Linked DNA regions of Manis pentadactyla: region 1 is linked to region 2. The links are chromatin contacts, called in public Hi-C maps. All regions are on one chromosome and are shown on one strand. Each heading gives the region's core, a stretch centred on a gene start, on an enhancer-like site or on the middle of the called end of the contact. The rest is flanking DNA. Distances are from core to core; before and after follow the strand shown.

Region 1 (7,102 bases), core at 1,156-3,655, 130 kb after region 2:
AGCTACTTTGCCTTTTGGATTCCATAAATTTGTAACTACCACTGTGACTTAAAAGTACTACTTTGCAGACAAAATGCTAATAGCTACAATTCACTTTTTAAGGCATCAGAAAAAAGGAGAACCCATACTAATCCTCTAATTTAAAAAAAGACTAAATCTGCTCTACAGAGACGTTTCCAGCCCAAAGAAAGCTTGATTTTCTTGCCTTTCAGAGGTCCGGTTCAAATACCCTGGGTTGATATTGCGAAGTTGCTTATCTTAAAAAAAAAAAAGTCACCTTGTCCAATGACGAACTGCTGCAGAAAGAACACCAGCTCACAACCATGAGCACAGCAATCATGTCACTGAGACCTCATTAACCTTAAACAATAAATAGACCTGGCTCCTGCCAGTGTCCCTGGTGTTGACCTGCAGCTGCAGATCAGGGAAATCCTTCTTGTTACAGGGATCACAGAAGGCCAACCCTCCTCTTCAAAGGTTTGCTAGCCTACCTGATTATCTGGCAGCTGAAAAGGTTAGTCCTACTTTGAAAAAAGGCAGGAGGGGAGGAAGTTTGAAAGAGAGGAGGCCAAAGTAACTCATTCATAATACCAAATGCCACGTTAAGAACATAAAGATCACCTCAATTATCTAAGAACCGTTGACAACCAAGGTTTCTTTTAACCACTTTATTTCAAATTATTCTGCGTCTGAAGGGTGTGGGCAACAGTTTTCCATTACCTTCAACACTCCTGCTTCTTTAATTTCCTGGGGAAAGCAGCATGGCTATGAAGAGCAGGCAGGCCTACAGTGGCACAAAGTTACTATCTCTTGGCCTTGAACATAAGGTTATCCATCATCCGTGTACCAGGAATATAAGGCAGGGCACCACACACAAAAGCCAGCCAAGACCTAGGAAGCCTCATAGGTTTTGGAAAAAAACAAGGCCCAAATCTGGAAAAAGCAATTAAGATCACTAGGCTAGACTTTGATACTGTTTGTATTTCCCTATTTTCTTCTGTTCACCCTTAAAGTTGTTAAAAAGTATTTTTTAAATGCTAACTTGCCTCAGCTATCAAGAGAGAAAAAAGGGAAGAGATTTTTGTTTATGTTTGAGCCAGAGCTGTACAATGACACTAGCAGAAAAAGGAAACTGTAAGACCACCACCACCCCTCTTCAAAGAAGTACCCATACTCAAAAATCAACAGTGAGGCCACTGGTCAGCTGCCTTTTTTATCAAGACTCTCCTTCCAGGGACAAAAGTGTAGGCATTCTCCCTGCACAACGATGCAGAGGAAGCTGCACTGGGGGAGGGGGGCTGCACACGATTAAAGGAACCGTAACTAGCTAGACTGGTGTTTCCAAATTGCCTTTACTACATTCCTTAAGTCTCCAACACCTCAGGAATCTCATTCCAGGCTCTGAAGCTGCACAAGATAACTTGAAGCTAAAAGATTACATATTTACCACCCTCCTATAATCCACTTGTTGCATCTCCAACTTTCTGCACCTTTCACTTATGCTAGAGACCCCAGTATAACCTACCCATCTCTTCCTTCAAAACCTGAAACATTGCCACTCATTCCTGTGCCCATCTGCCTCCTGCCTCTCCATGTCTGTGCAGAAACCAAATGACCCCTGCATAATAAATACAGAGCAACGTGCAGCTCTGGGTGATGGTGGAAGTGAAAAGGGCACTGATGACAGTAGAGAGATCTGCGTTTCATGCCTGGCTCTGACCAGGGTTTGCTCTACGTACTTGTCACGAACCTCATTTTACCCATTTGCAAAAAAAACCGAAAGGATGACTTCCAAAGTCGCTGGCAGCTAAAAATCTCCGGTGTGCGGCTTGAGGGGGGGGGGGTTGCCCCAGGCCGCCCTCCCCACAACCTTGAGGATGGGGGCTCCTCTCGGGCCAGCTTCGCCTGGGATGCCCCGGCCCCGCCCTGGGGATGCCCTAGGGCGTTCCCACCGCCAGCTCAGGCCTGGCGAGTGATAGAAACCCACACCCACGGGCCGCGGGAGCAGCTCCCCCTGGTGGCTGCAGCCGCGAATGTCGCCAGTACCCCGACCATTCATCCCACCCTACCTGCCTTCCCACGCCAGGACCTCACCGCGAGCCCTCAGAGGTCGCGTTCCGAGGAGAGCGCGGCGGCCGACGAGAGGGAGGCCAGGCCCCGTTTCTCTGGTCCTGGCTTGTCCTGAACTGCTCGTATTTCGGATCACAACCCGCCAGCCCCGGAGGAAACACACGGGGAGATCCCCGCGGCAGCCGAGGGAGAAGGAAACGGTCCGAAGGTAGCCGCCACCTACCTGCGGCCCGGCTGCAAAACAGCCGCACCGGCCACTCGACCACGCTCCCGAGCATCAGCCCCGCAGCAAAACAAGCCTTTATAGCGGCATTGGCCGCCACACTGCGCAGGCGTGTGGCACAAAGACTGCCCAAGGCTGAAGGGAAATGTAGTCCCTCTTCCAGGAGCCAGAGGCTCCACGCCCGGCAAAGGACTCCATTTCCCAGAAGCCCGTAGAAGCCCTGGAGGCGGTGCAGGCTGCTCCTCCTTTCCAGCGCGCTCCTGGCTCTGCACCATCCTTCCCAGAACCTCCGCGAGCCCATCTGGAATCTTCCACGAGGCCGTGTGCCCCAGTGGAGAGCCGGGAGGGTTGACTGTAGCCCTGTGAGCGATCAGCCCAGTGTTTTTAGGCAACGGGGTCGCGACGGTGTGCGGCCGTTTATAGTTAGAAAACACCGTGAAGGTCATAATAGCCTCTGTGTCCTTGCCACCAACCAGCCCCACATCTGTTGTGGCACTTAACAATTACGATTGCTTACTCAGAATTCGACCCAGCTTTCTACGCCGATATCCCACTACCCATTAGGTAATGTTGTGTTGCCCGGTATCTATCACAGTTTTTAGAATGAAAGGAGCCTTAGAAACGATATGCCAACTCTTCCCTTTTATAAATTAAACTGAGGTTCCCAAAGAAATTAATCACTTTAGTTCTCTGTGTTTCCTCTGTACCCTCAACATGATCATAACATAACCACTCTCCGCTGAGTGCCTACCTACTCTATCTGGTGCTTTACATACAATTACTGTTTCTCTTAATCTCCTTAACAACCCTGTGTAAGTATTATGATTACCCATTTCATATACATATATATATATATATGAGGATAACATGACTTGTCCATGTTTGACACTAATGTATCAAAGCTGAGGTAATTAATACAGTGTTTCTACACAAGAATGAATAAATCAACCAATGTATTGGTTTGTATAAGTCAAACAGACCATGTAGTTTCTATGCTTGATTCGTGACAGAGAAAACATTACAAATCAGTGGGGAAAGGAAAAAGATTTGATAAATAGTGGTGCGGCAATTAGTTATCCGTATTTTTTAAAACTCAGGGATTACTGCTTCATACCACACAGAAAAATCAATTTCAGACAGATCAAAGGTCTATCTGTGAAAGGGAAAACTTTAACACATTAAGAAGAAAATGTGAAATATCTTTATGAACTTGGGGTAGAGAAGAACTTCATAAACAAGATACAAAAACAAAGAAAAGGAAAGATTGATACATTTATTATATTAAAATGCGAACTTGTGTAAAAGATGCCGTAAAGTGAGAAGATAAGCTACAAGTTATAATTGACAAAGTTTTTAAATACCAAATTACAAATAATTTCTATAACTCAACAAGAAATGGCAAATAACCCAATAGGGAAATAGGAAAAGGATATGGACAGTTTCCATTCACATTTCACTGGGGACAGTTTAGTCATATGGGCACATCTGGAAGGGAAACTGAAATGCAATCCTCAGCTGGACAGCTATGAGCCATCTACAACTTCTTAACAGTGGAAGAAGGAAAGAACAGTTCTGGTGGATGCTAATATTTCTACTACATACACTTTTCCTTGAACCCAGCAATTCCACATCTATATATACACTCTATGGTAGCCTTTCTCAGTGGAGTCTTCTGCAGGTAAATTAAAACCTACACAAAATTATTTGAGTCACCATTTTTCTCAGTACTCTCAAGGATAACACACACGTCGCTCTAGACACCCAAAGGAGTAGTTAATTCATTGAACACAATACCTTAGAGCATTAGGGCTTGATGCCCTTAGTTGAGAAAAGCTGCCCTCAAGAGTCTTCCACAGATGTACACAAGGAGATATATTTGTTGTGCGTTGTCTGCAATAGTGAAAAGACTCTAAATTCTATTAACAGAGACGGGATAACCAGATTATGATATTAGTACAATGGGATCCTATATAACAAAAAATACGGGCTATAATGTATCAATATATATAAATCTTAAACACAATGTTGAGCAAAAGTAAGTCACAAAAAGACTGAAATTGCATGACCACATTTATATTAATTTTATAAACATGTAAAAATATATGTTGTTTATGGATACACAGATGTATCTCAAAATATAAAGCCAGTCTGGGAATGATAACAGTTTCAAGGTGTAGTTACCTCATGTTGGAGGAAGGGGAATGAGATCAGGGAGGGATACACATGGGGCTTCATGTTTCTGTAATATTTTTTTTAAATGACTTATAAATGTTAAAATTTAACAAAGCTTGGGGTTGGATATACAGGTGCTTTTAATATGATTTGCTGTACTCTTTAGTAGTCTTTAAGTATTTCATATGTATATATGCACACACACACATATATACCAGTCTCTACTGATGAGAATTGCTGAAGCACCTCTGGCCATCCCATTAGATACGGAAAACCTTTTTTCAATGTACCTCAAGTCACCTTGCCAAAACATGCTGATACTCCCAACTATGCCTCACTGTAGAACCCAAACTTGCATATCTGGTACCTTCATATAAAATAAAAAGCTTCTAAAATCTCCCTGAAATACTTCAGATAATGTACATTGAGTATAGGTTAAAAAAAAGAAGAAGAATGAAAAACACTATATGGCTCTGGTGCCAGGCCTTGATACACTATGGTATCTTGGTCTGCCCAAGGACAGATAGCCTAGGTCAAAGTCTTATACCTAACTTATATACATTACAGAGCATCCCTTCCTTGAAATGTGTCTGCATTGTGAAATGTTTGGGGGATGGTATTCTTCAACTGTCAGGCAAGAGTCTAGAGAATTTATGTTGAAACATAGATTTGTATTTTAAAATGTTTATGTTGTATAATGTCACCTAAAAATATTCATTCAGTCATTGACAGAAATACAATGGAGCTAAAACAGACACGTTTCCTGCCCTCATAGGGCTAAGAGTTCCAAATGAACATTAATCCAAATTTAAATTACAACTGTGATAAGTACTAGAAAAGGGAGGTAGGTCTTACATCTGAAGGATAGTAGAAGTTAGTGCGGTGAAGACCGTGGAGGTGTGCAGAGAAGACAGCACTCCAAGCAGAGGGACCAGGAAAGGCCAAGCAGTGGGAGAAGGAAGAGAACATCTCCGAAGGCCTTGTATACATTACAGGTCTTAAGACAAAGAGAAAAAAGGCAAAACAAACCATCACATGGGTTGTCAAAGGAGACTGGGTAAGGGTCAAGAATACAATCTGCATTTTGAAAACCACACTGTAGCTGGCAGACTGGAGAAAGAACTAGAGGTAGCTAGAATGAAAGGGAAAGGTCTTGCTGGGAGTGACTGTTGTCTTCCAGGAAAGAGATCATGGTGGCTTGGACAAGGATAGTGGTGAAAAAGGTGGAGAGAACAGAATGGACTGAAGAGAAATTTAGGAAGTAAAATTAATAGACCTTGTTGATAGGTTAAGACATGGTGGGATGAGAACAAGAGGTGTCAAGGGTAACACCTAGGTTTCTGTTTACAGAACTGGATGGACAGTGGTACCAGCACAGCCCACTGGTATAAGTGTTCTGCTGCAATAGCCTCCATACCTTCCTCTGCCCAGTTTGTCTGGAGCTAATGTCAGGTGGTAATGATCACTCCACATTTGCTGTGGCTCTCATGTTGAATTCTTCTGCCAGTTAGAAAGACAAAATTTCTCTTTTGTGGATCAATTTTGCAACGAAAGTCATTTTCATGGAATAAGATTTTTAAAAGTTAGTTACTAAATTGAAATGTTACTTTGATATCATGGAAACAATGCAGTGTGACAGAATGATGAACCTCTTTAATGGCATCAGGCAAACTAGAAGAGAAGAGGATTTAAGATGTAAACAATGCCAAATGAAGGCCAACTGACATAATATCATGTTTATCACACAAAGGTTTCAGTCTTTTCAAAAGAGACTGTTTTCAAAAGAGAACTGCAGTGGGTGAATCTGAGTGTTCACGCAGTGCACAGTAGTGTAGGCATGTCATCCTACACTATAAGCACATCCCATATTTACTTATGAAGGAAAGAGTCACAGACATTCTGCCTTTGTAGTAATCACTTCCCAAGTTCCTGAGCAGTTGGGTAGTAGTTAAAATTAAATAAAGAATTTTTTTTAACTCTAAGTATTGTTTTGTTGAGATGCACTATCAAATTCTCCCAACAAAATTAATTAAATTAGCTCCTTGTTAAAAACGGGGAAAATTGACAATTATCTAATTTTAACAACGTTATATTATCCATTACATTAAATGAGTGTTGTGTTGATTCTGCAGTCTGTATATGTATATATATAATTTGTAAATTTATTTTAATTTTAGAGTGGTGTAAGACTTATAATCATAAAGACTACACATGATTTTATGAACATACATATTTAAGTGATATTATAAATAATTTAAGTCAACATCAGGGGTTAAGGAGAATCATTTCCCTTAAAAGAGGTCTGGACCTTATTCAAGTTTAGGAAACACTGGGCTATCAAATGAAACCAAACTTTGGTTTGGTACATAGGGCCTTCCATGATCTGGCCCCACATATCACAGCTTCACTTCCAGTCACTCTCCTACTCGAATCTGAGGTCCAGGCAGCACCGTAATTTCCATGTTTTTGCTCCAGCTTTTCTACCCGGAACAACCATCTAAATCTGCTCAGCTAAGATAACAAGCATTACAGCCCATAGACAGATCTGGGGACTATAATCCCCCCAGAAGGACAACTAAAAATTACACGACTGACTAAAGTGACACTATGTGGCTAACATCTATAGTAGTAAAATGT
Region 2 (7,275 bases), core at 3,754-6,253:
AGAGCTCATGAACACTTGAGTCACTACTAGCTGCATAATTGATGGTTTAGTTTCTTAATAAGATACCATAATTTTAACTAAAAAAAGTCATAACTATGTATATGTTGGCTTAATGATGAGTGAAACACTGAGATAACACAGTTTTCTGAATTGTTTTTAACAATGTGAAGGTAAAGACAATATAACTTAGCTAAGAATGTCATCCTGTTATAGTAGGCTGACAACCAGACATGAGCAGGAAGGGGTTGGGGGTCTCTGCCAGTGTTTACATTGTTAATGCTCATTCATATTCTATGTATAATGCTTGTATCATACTCAATTCTTGTTTACATACTCTGTGCAAAGTGTTCTCGAGGGATGCAGGGAGTCACTGTATAAATACCAGACCTGCCAAAACTGAATGGGAGGAGAACCTGACCCAGACTTTATCTCAAAATACATTATACACTCATTAACACAGTAAAAAATCATGCCTCCCTGCACCCTGACAGTGCTGAGGCAGACCACCTAAGGACAAAAAGAGGGTATTAACAGTATTTCCCAGCAATCCCTTCCCTAGTCCTAGAAAACCCCACCTACCCCATGAACATTCCACCCCTGCTTAAATTCCATCTATAAGACACTGTGGATAAAATGAGAGTTCCTGTGGCCAGGATTCTCACCTGGCCCTGGTTAACTAGCTCACTGCACACCTGTGGGCAATACATGGCTGTTGACTCTATATAGAGCTCCGCCCAGTGCTCTGGGCACTGCATGGTGGCAGGGCTGCAAGGCTGCAGGAGAGCAGAGGACAGAGGCCCAGAGGAGGGCTGTGCGGGACGACTGTGCAGACAGAGGGGCCTAGAGGATGGCTGTGAGGTCAAAGGGGCCCAGAGGCAGAGACTGACTTGCTGCCTGCAGACTTGCTCTGAGTGAATGGGATTCTAGTGACTGACCTGCCACCTGGAAATAAAGTTGGGTATAACCCTTTCACCCCAAGAACGTTTTGCTGTCATTTTCTTTGGTCACATTGAATCCATAGAGAACTTGCCCGGGGCTGAAACCCATTGGCAAGACAATTGGTGAAAGTCGGCATGGTTCATTTTTGACCAAGGAAAAAGACAGGCTGCCCTTATGGGAGGGGTGCTTCAGCGGGCTGCCTGTGAATGGGGAGACAGTGGATCGTCCCCCAATGGGTATGTGGTCTGAAGTGGCTTGCCTCCTAGAGGACTGGGCCCCACCCCAGGACTGAAGGCAAGCAGAGGTGACACCTGAGGCAGTAGGGGTGGCCCTTGGTATAGTAAGCAGGTCCTTTGAGACCTGAGTGCCTGTGAGGCAGCGGGAACTGTGGGTTGGCTGCTTCTCAGTCTTAAAAGTCTACAGAGGAGACCCAAGAAATGGCGGCACGAGAACGCGAGCTGCAAACCTCTGTGGATTCCCTGAGGAAGGAGGTGGCATTGATGTGAGAGAAGGCAGCATGAAAGCGCCAGTAGCAAGGTGCCATTGGAGATGAGACGGCAGTGCTGCCAGGTGTTCCGAAGGAGGAAGAGGCCATCAAGGAAAAGGACGAGCCCCTGAGGGAAGCACAGGAGGAGGTGGCAGGAGAACATCAGCTGTGAAGCGTTGAGCTGAAGGTAAGAGACCTTCTGAAGACTGAGCTGGCATTGTTGCAAGGCGTTGTAGCAGAGAAGGCACTCAGGGGAGTGGAGAGAAAGGTGCAATCAGCCCCAGAAATGGAGGGGCTGGGGAAGGATGAAGGGGTGGTGCTGTAGGCACCGGCCCCTCCCGTATTGAAAGAATGCCCAGTGGTTGTAAAGAAAATAAAGACCCAGCAGCTGAAAGTTCCCCAAGGAGAGGAGCAGCCCCCTCCCCAGGTCGTGGAGCACTCTATGGTCCGCCCCTATACTCAGGCTGAGCAGGTGGCTGTGGGACTTAGGGGTGGATGGAATTGTTCTGTCGGGATCAGAGATGGGAGAGCTGTCTTCCCTGACAGTGCAGCCTGCCTTGTGGCAGCGATTACAAAATGCGAGGTGACACATACAGCAGCTGAAGCAACTAAAAACTGTAAAGAAATAAGACCTATTACTCGCAAGAGGAATTTGAGGGGCCTCGTGAGGGTTACGAGGATCCAGATGTGGGTTGATTTGATACAGGCAGGAGTAGATGGAAGGAAATTAGATGGGAAGCCAAATAGGATCTTACTGGAGCTGTGGCAACAGCTGAAACCAGAGCAGCAGTTCCAGCCATTAAGACCAAAGAGGCAGAGGTCAGAGACAGAGCCACGAGTTCGGCCTGTGTGTCTGCAAGACTTTTTGCTGGAGAGGCTGGAGAACAATGTTCGAGCTTCCTTGCACAGGGATCATTGCAGAGGACTAAGGGCACATAGATTGAGAGGAGAGAATCCTGGAGGGGTGGAGTATGGATAAAATGAGAGTTCCTGTGGCCAGGATTCTCACCTGGCCCTGGCTGACTAGCTCACTGCACACCTGTGGGCAGTGCATGGCTGCTGACTATATAAAGAGCTCCGCCCAGTGCTCTGGGCATGACACGGTGGCAGGGCTGCATGGCTGCAGGAGAGCAGAGCAGAGGCTGGAGTGGTGGCAGTGCCAAGGACAGAGGTCCAGAGGACAGCTGTGCAGGATGGCTGTGTGGGACGGCTGTGAGGACAGAGGGGCCCAGAGGCAAGAGACCAGCTTGCTGCATGCAGACTCGCTCTGAGTGAATGGGATTTTAGTGACTGACCTGCCACCTGGAAATAAAGTTGGGTATAACCCTTTCACCCCAAGAACGTTTTGCTGTCATTTTCTTTGGTCACATGGAATCCATAGCGAACTTGCCCGGGGCTGAAACCCATTGGCAAGACAACAAACCCAACTAGAACCCACCCCCCAATACCGCTCACTTCTTAAGCACACCTACCCTCTTTCTTGAGCGTGTACTTTTACTTTTATCTGCTCAACTTGTTTGTGAATTCCTTCTCAAAGTCAAAAACGCTTTTCTGGGTTGAGGTCTCACCTACTGGGCAGGGAGATCTCCCTGGATTGGACTTCCCATCAGCAATCCCACTCTAAAAAATTTAAACTGTTTAAGTGCTACAATCAACTATTTTCTTCTCTTAGCTTCATACAACTGAAAATTTATGCAGGCTTCTTTCAAGCCCAAACCATTTCTCAGAAGTACTGTCAGAAGTCTGATAAAGTTTCTAAAGAGCATGAGATTTTCTCCCTTTTCTGTAAAAGGCCAGATAGTAAATATTTTAGTCTGTGAAGAACAACCTAAATCTCTATCACCCTTTAAAAGCATAGAAACCATTCTTGGCTGGTGGGCTGCCTTAGGACTGCTGTAGGTTGCGAGAACTCTTTATTAACACCTATAGTGCTTATAGAAACTACAAATTCTCAGCTACACTTCAGGCCTATTACATCAGAATCAGGACTGGGCCCAGAACTCTGCTTTTAACCATATTCCTGACTTCATTCTTCACACCAATTTAGAACCAAAGAAGTCAAACCAGAAATAAAGTTAGAGATAAGGTAACTCAAGCTTCCTAGTAACTTTACAGTGCTTATTTCCAGAGGCAAGTAGCATATGCTCTATTCTACCATCAAGTTCATTTTTTCCATGCGACCACAAAAATCTAATTTTCAAACTTTGCATATAAATAACAAACTTGAAAAAAATTAGATGTTAATCTTCAACGTAACGTGTTTCTTCATTTATGTTTTCAACTGGTCTCCAGTTTTTACTGGAGGTGTTTCATTAATCAAGTTATTTTTCTTTTGCTTCCCCTGAAGCAATAGCCTTATTTAATACACCTGTTGCTTCCTAATAGCCACATTCATTTTTCCCCCTCAAATCAAGCAATTTCAACTGGGATTTGGAATAAACAATGGAATCAGGACTATTGAAATCTATCATCACTTCCACCTGACTTTCCTCATTCTCCGCCTCCTCCGAAATTTAAGATTAGTGCCTGAAGCTCCACGTTAGTGTATCATGACGTTAAGATACAACGTATCCAAGTTTTGTTTTGTTTTTTACAAATCCCTGATCTAATTCATTTGGAGTCCTTGTTAGAGCTACAGGTTCTTCTACTCTTTCCCTCCCCACCCCTTTTTGAGTTGATAGGACAAGAACACGTTACAGATCAAAATACACATCCGAATCTTGGGCAGTTGAGGGATTTCTCTCTTCTCTCAACTTAGTATTGAATTATTCTAATGCAAAAGCAGCAAATACTGATAGATTTACTCTTCATACAGTTTCTATTCGGGAAGCCTCGAGTAGTTTTCTTTTCAAATCACCTGGAAACTGAAAATTTCAATCTCAAATCTTCAACGCAAAAGCCTCTCTTACGACGCTGAATGCAGCAAAATGATGCCCTCCTCTGACTCCGCCTTCCCTTACATCTCGAAATGCTAACGATAATTTGTTGAAGAACATAGGCTTTATAAAGACTGATAGAGAATAAAATCTGAACTCTGCCATTCTACCAGCTGTGTAACTGCCTCACTGAAAAAATGGGTCCAATAGCTTCCTCGCGGGATTACAAGGCGTGGCACGAGACTAGCCCTCAGAGGTCAGTTGCCTGTCGGTCCCGTCCCTCCGGATGAGAAAAGGGACAGCGCGGGCTCCCGGAGCCGGCCATTGTGCACTCCGGCCCGGGGCAGGTTGCGCAACGAGAAGCGAGGCAGCTGTACAGAGGCGAGAGAGGAAATAGTAAGGGAGAGAGGAAAAGACGGATGAGGAGAGGGGGTGAGTCGGGGTCAGCACAAGAGGCTCCCTCGGCTTCCTGAGGATGCTCGGCTAGAGTCCAGGGGCCGAGGCGAAAAGCCTGGAACTGCGGCCATTACCTGCGTCCTAGTAGCCGCGGCGAGGCCAGGGCCGCAGTGAGCTCCTCGCAGCTGCGGCCGCCCGCCGGCGGGGCCCACGCCTGACCACAGCCCCAGCCTCTCTGTACCCAGCCTCGCCACGCCATCTTCCCAACCTCTGCCCCACCATGGCCCGACCTTACCAACCCCTGCCGCGAAACTGCTTCCGGGGCGAAGGAAGAACCATAGAGGGCCGAGGAGCGGCCTAGAGCGCCCCCGCGCGGCCGAACCTGGGCCGAGCGGCCATTTTTCTGGGCCGTTAAGCCTGGACCTGTCATGGGCGTGGGGTTGCTGCCCGGCCTTCCACCTCAGCTGCAGAGAGGAAAAAGAGGGAAAACTAGCATTTATTGAGCAATACCGTGTGCCAGGCACTTTACCTAAGTTATTGCATTTGATCCTCTCAAAGCACTTGAGGTTGATATCATCACTGTTTTGCAGTAGCTCAGGGGCACAGAGAGGTGAGTGAAGCACCACTTTTCTTAAATTACCAGTCGTCTTTCGACATCTCACCCTTTCATGTTATGGCACACTTAGGAGGATGTGCCTCAGATCCTTAAAGAAGGTCCAAGCCTGAAATGAAAATCTGGATTCTAGATAAAATTCAAATTTAATGATTCAGCCCTTGCCTACTACCTGTTAGTCAGTGTTAGGGCCTGCCACTCCATCCCTCCCTCCTGCTCTACCTGTAGAGCTTGGGAATTATTTGCAGTTCCTTAAAAGCACCTACTTCTCCCTGGTTCCTACTTATCCCAAGTTCATATACTCACTTCCTGAAACACTTGTCCCTTCTCTCCCTTCTCAGCCTCCCTAACCAACTTGTCCTTAAGACCAACCAGAATTGTCATCTCTTCTGGGAAGCCCCAGAGGAGGACAGTTTGCCTTGACCCTTTTAGGGTACCTGGCCAGGTATGAAAATCAAATTGACAAAGACAGATTAACAAGAGAAGGCATGCAAATTTTACTGAATTTTTACATGTACATGGGCGTTTTCACAGGAGAATGAAGATCTGAGACACCAGAGCAGGAGGATTTTAAACCTTTTAGATAAAAAATACTAATTGTGAAGAATTGCTATGACAATAGGACTTGGCTAGGGGTAGTCCAGCTAGGGCTAGGTAGTCCTTAACTTCCTGGTTAAGGAAGGTAAGGGTTTGTTTAATAAGGTTTGTTTGCCGATACTTCTGATACCTGTTCTCTGGTCTCTGGGCTGATAAGACTCTGTCTCCAGGAAAGAAGATATTTATTCCCTACCTTTAGGCAGAAAAGTGGGACCATATTCTCCAAGAGAGACTCCACCTCCAAATGTCATCACATTGCAGGTTAGGGCTTTAACATATAAATTTTAGTGGGACACAATTTGGTCCATAACACATCTGAGGAAAGAGATTGTGTTGCCCTGTAGAACAAAGGCATGTTTACTGCCCATTATTAAAAGATTCTGGTTCCCTAATGGCTTCCAGTGTATGACTTGTTGGAAAAACTAACATTCACATTGGTTTGTCATAGATGTTAAGTCTGGGATTTGATTTTACTATTTGCAAGCTAAAAAGTAAGGATGCTGGCATAAAACAGGAGACTGCTGGGCCAGACACAGAACATTTTAATATCCATGGCACAAAAAGCAGCATGAGCATCATGTTTGTACGGCTTCCCCTTGTTCTCCAAGTTCCATGGTGGCAATGCCATGGGTCAGATGGATGGTGAACATGAAGTGGATTTGCTTCTCCACTGAGGAAAGTGAGGTTGGGGCATCTACAATTTTAACAGTAAGTCATAAGCAAGCAAACAACCTTGAAAGAGGAAGATGTTTTCCTCCAGAGCAAAGGGGCAGATTTGCATACAATCTTGCATTATAGTCTACTTGGACTGCCATAAGAAAATATGGTAGACCAGGTGGCTAAAACAACAGAAATGTATTTCTCACATTTCTGGAGGCTGGAAGTCTGAGATCACGATACCAGGAAGGAAAGCTCTGAGGAGAGCTCTCTTCCTGGTTGCAGACAGCTGACTACTTGCTATGTCCTCACATGACAGAGACAGCAAGCTGTCTGGTGCATCTCCTTATAAGAGCACTAATCCCATCAAAAAGGCCTACCCTCATGACGTCATCTACACCTAATTATCTCCCAAAAACTCCATCTCCAAATGTCATCACATTGAAGGTTAGGGCTTCAACATATAAATTTTAGTGGGACACAATTCAGTCCATAACACATTGAAGGAAAGAGATTGTGTTGCCCTGTAGAGCAAAGGCATGCTTACTACCCATTATCAATAGATTCTGGTTCCCTAAGCTCAACATTCCTCTTTTATAATGAAATCCACTGAGTGTGCAGGGGTCATTTAGCTATCTTCATGGGAAATGGAACTCAGGAAACCAGCAAAAAATTGCTGATACTACAGCTAATGCTATTGCTGTGAATAA

What was found. A called contact is a pair of places that touch in the nucleus more often than the background predicts.
Region 1: a contact with region 2 is called in a Hi-C map of fibroblasts, with 5 times the contacts expected there. The contact joins the promoter of ABCC5 here to the promoter of PARL in region 2. A contact is called at or near these places in 2 of 3 Hi-C or Micro-C datasets (fibroblasts and skin fibroblasts).

Annotation. Positions count from the first base shown.
Region 1 is chr1:114,168,074-114,175,175 of mManPen7.hap1, forward strand. It overlaps ABCC5 (ATP binding cassette subfamily C member 5), which reads right to left and starts at 2,406. Exons shown (of 31, transcript XM_036875147.2): 1 at 2,294-2,406.
Region 2 is chr1:114,037,400-114,044,674 of mManPen7.hap1, forward strand. It overlaps PARL (presenilin associated rhomboid like), which reads right to left and starts at 5,004. Exons shown (of 9, transcript XM_057500512.1): 1 at 4,833-5,004. The coding sequence starts at 4,957.